Regions from separate parts of the Callithrix jacchus genome. Here region 1 is linked to region 2. Evidence: chromatin contacts called from public Hi-C data. All regions are on one chromosome and are shown on one strand. The core of a region is the stretch at or near the end of the contact, and the rest is flanking DNA. Distances in the headings are between cores, read along the strand shown. Region 1 holds the start of LOC100387042 (putative uncharacterized protein encoded by LINC01599). Region 2 holds the start of NEMF (nuclear export mediator factor).

The links. Hi-C and Micro-C count contacts between places; a contact is called where the count stands out from the background.
Region 1: a contact with region 2 is called in a Hi-C map of induced pluripotent stem cells, with 2.2 times the contacts expected there. The contact joins the promoter of LOC100387042 here to the promoter of NEMF in region 2. A contact is called at or near these places in 3 of 3 Hi-C or Micro-C datasets (induced pluripotent stem cells and skeletal muscle).

The regions. Positions count from the first base shown.
Region 1 is chr8:84,604,437-84,607,320 of calJac240_pri, forward strand. LOC100387042 (putative uncharacterized protein encoded by LINC01599) reads right to left here and starts at 1,591. Exons shown (of 13, transcript XM_035262221.3): 1 at 1,403-1,591; 2 at 558-615; 3 at 464-555; 4 at 432-462; 5 at 379-430; 6 at 315-376. The coding sequence starts at 1,476.
Region 2 is chr8:84,373,620-84,376,528 of calJac240_pri, forward strand. NEMF (nuclear export mediator factor) reads right to left here and starts at 1,419. Exons shown (of 32, transcript XM_054239912.2): 1 at 1,293-1,419; 2 at 419-487; 3 at 175-277. The coding sequence starts at 1,351.

The DNA.
Region 1 (2,884 bases), core at 341-2,840, 230 kb after region 2:
TAGAGCTACACTGTAGACAAACAGAAGAGTCTTTAAAATGCAGGCATCTGGAGAGAGGCCCCCAGGGACTGGAGTAACAGCTTCCTGACCCCTAGTGCTTATGTGAATGCAGATAAAGTCCTAGGTAAGTTATAGTACAGTGCAAGGACCGACCCTGGGCCACAACTGGGACTTACACAAAATGATGCCTGTGGTGAACATATGGGATCCTCTATTGTTCAATTTGGACAGTGTCCCTGGAGGGAGGAAGTAGCAGTGGACAAACGGGTCAGTGCCATGGACAGCTCAGCTCAGTGTGAGTCAGTGTGGAGTACCCAGGGGTTCCTGAGTACCTGAGTGATGGAAGCCGGAACCTGTTCCTGGCTTTCTCTGGCTGGGCGCCCCTCTCTCCAGCTATAAACAGAGGGGTGATGTTCTGAAGACATGAAGTTGTCAGCAGCAATCTCTGGGTGATTTTCCACAGTCTGCCCACTGTCTTCCGTAACCGTCAGGGCTGTGCCTCTCCAGGCAGCAGCAGCAGCACTTCCCACTCTGATCAGCGTTGGTAGCTGAGAGGAAGCACTGGTGGGCTGTGACTGCTGAGCCTTCCCCTGAGGCTCGGGCTTGGAGGGAGCCCTGTCCCAGGGACCAGGTTTGTGAGGCCTTGGCACCCTGGAAGCCCAATGTTGAATGCTGCCTGATCCTCCACAGCAGAGCCCACGGGCTGGGCTGCTTTCATTCAGGTCCTGGAGCTCCCACAGACAAAAACAGCATTTATAGCCTACCTGGGAAGATCTACAACCCTAAATTATTTTAGGAACAATGAAATCAGAATATTGAGCTGAGGAGTTGTTTCATTTGATAGGTTGAAGGAATCAAAGGAAAACAGTTGCAAAAACCAGGTCACTCCTCTATGCTCCAGTAAGAAGAGTAATAATAATGGGTATCAAATACTTGGCATGTCCCAGGCTCTGTCCTATAGTAGCCACTCCCTTCAGGAACTAGCTCCTCTACATAACGATGGGCAGCTGGCACCCAGAGCACCTGGCACATGGCCTAGCCTGCCAGATGCAGATAAGGAGAGATGGTGAATCCTTGTCTCGGTTCACCCTCTGTGAAGAGAAAGTGTGAGGGGAGAAGATAGATAAGATATGGTCCAGGATTAGCTAGGGCCTGAAAGGAAGCCAGCCTGGGAGACCGAGGGGAGCGCGTCCATAGTCTATCTCCACCCCCTGCCATGCAGTGTGGGTTGAGAACTCTGCTCATGCAGAGACTCAGTAGATCAGCAGACAGCTGCTGTAAGCAAATGTAGCTAGCAGTCCAGGAGCCCCATTTATTCATTTCAAATGCAGTATGCTGCAGAGAAGGGGAAAAAAGGAATCAAGCCATTTGTAAGCCATAAGAAATACCCACAGGAACTCACATTTCCATCCAGATTTCAAGTTGGCATTTGGCTCTGACATCCATCTTACCGTTCAAGAACCCTAAGACCTCCATGGGTGAACATAACAAATGTCACCACCAGGCCGGGATTGGTGGCTCATGCCTGTAATCCCAGCACTTTGGGAGGCCGAGATGGGTGGATCACCTGAGGTCAGGGGCTCTAGACCAGATTGACCGACATGGCCAAACCCCAATTGTACTAAAAATATAAAAATCAGCCAGGTGTAGTGGCGCGCACCTGTAATGCCAGCTACTCGGGAGGCTGAGGCATGAGAATCACTTGAATCTGGGAGGCAGAGGTGGAAGTGAGCTGAGATCAGAGAGGAAACTCTGTCTCAAAATAAATTCTAAAAATTAAAAAACCCAAATGTCACCACCACCACTATCATCATCCCTGTCTCACAGGTGAAAAAACAAACTCAGACCGAGGGACCTGGCTCAGAACGCACAGCCAGTCAGCAGCAGAGGCAGGAGCGCAGCCTTTTCCCTCCAGCTTCTGTTGGTCTGGAAAGTCCCCACCAAGTAATGCTGAGGCAGATCTTCAATCAGGAGAGAGACAGGGTCACCTGAGGGGGTCTGTGTCGCCACACTCCTAATCATGATCAATACTTAGCATGGATTATTTCGAAAGATGGTAGCAAAATATTCTGAGGACTCATGGACGAATCAGAGTCCAGGGAAATGTCCTGTGGTTGGAGAAGTGTCTCTGGGAGAATCACACACGAGCTCCTGACCAGGGGCGGCTAAACAGGAAAACCCTGGGCTCTTTATAGAATCCCACTCTTGTTGCCACGAACTTCATGAGAGTATGGGAAAGGATGCTTTTTTGTTGTTGTTGCGGAATAACAGTTAATTTTTCAAGACTATCTGGAAAGTTATGCCGGTGCTCTGGAGACACTGGTAAAAAAATAAAGTCACAGATTCCCCTCCAGCCTTTTACCAATAATTACCAAAACCTACTACTAATAACCTTCACCTTTTCTGTCTCTGTCTCTCTCTTTCACACACACACACACACACACACACACCCCTCTGCTCCTCTGCTCATATTTCACAGGGCTGGACAGAGATTTTATCTAAATGCACAGCTCTGAATTGCTAGGTGTCAGGAGAAGCTTGGATACTGTGTTATCCCTGATCACATTAGGTAAGATCAATGGGACAGTACTTCTATCACTTTTTTTTTTTGAGATGCAGTCTCCCTCTGTTGCCTAGGCTGGTGTGTAGCGGCAAGATCTCGTCTCACTGAAACCTCCACCTCCTGGGTTCAAGAGATTCTTCTGCTTCAACCTCCCGAGTAGCTGGGATTACAAACTCATGCTCCCATGCCTCGCTAATTTCTGTGTTTTTTAGTGGAGACGGGGATTTCACCATGATGCATGAGCACCATGCCCGGCTGGCACTTCTATTCATTTTTGAGTCTGAAGCCCACCCATACGCAGCCCAACATTTAACCTGGCTT
Region 2 (2,909 bases), core at 169-2,668:
GTGAAAAGTAACGGGGAGAAGTCAATTAATACTCAATTTATTCAACCCATTATCTGTCGACTGCTCCCTTTACCTTTATTTTATCTTCACTTTATTCATAACAGTGAAGGAACCCCCAATTAAAAACTTAATTGTTAGTCAGCAGTCTCTTAAAATTTAGTATAACAAGTTTACCTTCATGGCAAAACTAGACGGCATCATATTCTTAGGCCACTCAAATTCTGTCGTATGAATTCGTATTCCAGATTCAAGTAAAAGTGTAGCTTTAAAGTCTGGTCTGTAGAAGAAAAAAGTCAATTTTTTCTTTAGGGCATATGCCAAACCTACCTGTGAAACAGACTTGAAATGCAGTTTTAAAAAAATGAGTAATCTCATATTTAATTACCAAAGAGAAAATAAGCTTATAAAATGTTCTTACTTTTGAAGACGAATAAGGTATGTCTTATTATCCACATCATAAACATTGTTTACTCTCATTCCTAGCAAGCTGCAGAGACAAAGGAAACATGTAACATATCACACAATTGTTTGAAACATAAAACTACACACATTTTAATAAAAGCTTTGAAAGAGCTGATCTTAGTCAGCCAGGGGGCAGAGTCCGAAAGCCATTTGGGCATTCAGCTAAAAACTTAAGAGTAACGATTTAAAAACAAAAGTGGTCTATCAACTCTAGCAATAAAGCTTGAGTCTTCAAAATGACCCAATCTGGGGGAAGAAATACAGTAAAATATAATCCATTAATTTATTACAAGACAGGGAAAAAAACAAAAGACAAAAGGCGGTCCCGAAAACATGACAAAGCTCACAACGCTGAATGATAGAAACCAGACTAGAATCCACATCTCAGTCCAAATCTGCTCAAACCAGCTAAAACGGCGAAGCTCTCTCTTTCTGGGGTGAGGGGCGAGGAGTGTTCAAGAAACCAAGCCTCCAATCTGGAAACCTCTGGAGCAAATGACCATTCTGACGTCTCGTGTTTTACCAAACGTTTCCTGCCCGATCCCGGCAACCCAGGCCAACAATGCAACAGCGTCGCGCTAGCGGAGCAAGCCAGAGAGATGGAAGGACGCGGGGAGTGGGACACGAGGTGCCTGGGACCCCCAGGGTATCCTGAGGGCCACAGGAAAGACACCACATGCCTACCCACTCAGGCCTAACCAGGTCCGCAGTAGCACATGAAATAAGGAAACACATCAAGCTGGGCTGTTTGCGCCATGGCCCCCCCACCCCTCCCCCGGCCTCAGCCTCCTGCACTCCCCGCACGAGCCTTGTCACTTAGGGAACTGTACCTAGCGTTCAGCTCCGCGAGTACGGCGCGGAGGTCAATGGTGCTAAAGCGGGTCTTCATGGCTAGGTCCGAGGGTCACTACCGCAGTTTCCTCTACTGCCTGCCGTACTCGACACCGCTTCTCTTCTGCGCAGGCGCACTTGGCGGAGATCTACGGCCGCGCAGAAGACCCAATATTTCTTGAGACGAACGTATTTCGCGTTTCTGAAGACGTCGATTGTCAAGTTACAGTTTACTCTCTTCATTGTACCAAAACAATTCTAATAAAGATCCAAACTGTTCTCTTGAAACTGCACTCCTTCCTTGAACCCTTACGGAGCAGTCTGGTTACCTTGCCCATGGTGTTTTGGGTTCAAGCCAGCCTTCATAGTGACCCCTGCTGGTCGAAACAATTTTCGAGGTTATTACCAGGAGTATTTCCCCACCAGGGCAGGACTGCAGGGCTCAGGACCCCTTCCTGTGCGCTTACTTTGACAGAAGATTTTGATATGTAACGAAACAGAACTGCTTCTGTCCTTCTAAAATTATCCTAAACATTGAAGGCGAACTCTCAAAACGGAGTTCCTATTTTGATGGGTCCGGCTCTCCGAAGGAGCATTCTGCAGTTGATTACAGGATTCTCATCGAACCTTTCTTGGTACCCCTGAGACTCAGCGCAGTTCCTGGTATACAATCGGTGCTCCACAAACACTTGGCAACATGAATATGCAAGTAGTTAGCTAGATAATGGTGAAATAAAATAAAAATAAGACAAGATTCCCAGCAGGGGTTGGGGTGGGAGAGCGGATTCACAGTGTAGCGAGAACAACAGTCCTGTAAATTCTTAAAAACTCTGCATTCCTTTTGTCTTAGGATAGATGCATGGGAAGAAAGGATACTTTATAAGGTAAGAACTCAAAAGAGGCAGGGTCTCACTATGTTGCCCAGGCTGGAGTGCAGTGGCTATTCACAGGCGCGATCCCACTATTGATCAGCACGGGAGTTTTGACCTGCTCCGTTTCCGACCTGGGCCGGTTCACCCCTCCTTAAGCAACCTGGTGGTCCCCCGCTCCCGGGAGGTCACCATATTGATGCCGAACTTAGTGCGGACACCCGATCGGTATAGCGCACTACAGCCCAGAACTCCTGAACTCAAGGGATTCTCCAGCCTCAGCCTCCCGAGTAGTTGGGACTACAGGCACGCGCCACCGCGCCCGGCGTTTGGCGTCGCTGCAAAGAGCTATTAGAGGCTTGCAGGCTACACATGGTAGCAACCAGAATTCCTACCAGCAGGAGGCGACTCTAAACAGAAAGGGCGCTGTTGCCATTTCAGAACTGGTAACAGTAGATGCAAAAATGTCTATAGCACATAACTGCACAGCATTACTGTCATATGGTACAGTAAACAATACAGAATAGCCCAAAATATGAAAGCATTTGCAAGAATGTGGAGAAAAGGCATTTTTTTTGTATGCTGTTGATGGGAATGTAAATTAGTATAGCCATTGTGCAAAACAGTATGAAGGCTTCTCACAAAATTAAGAATAGAATTACCATGTGATCTAGCAACAAAACCCCTATCCTCAAGACATATCTGCACTCCCATGTTCATTGAAGCATTATTTACAATACCGAAAAT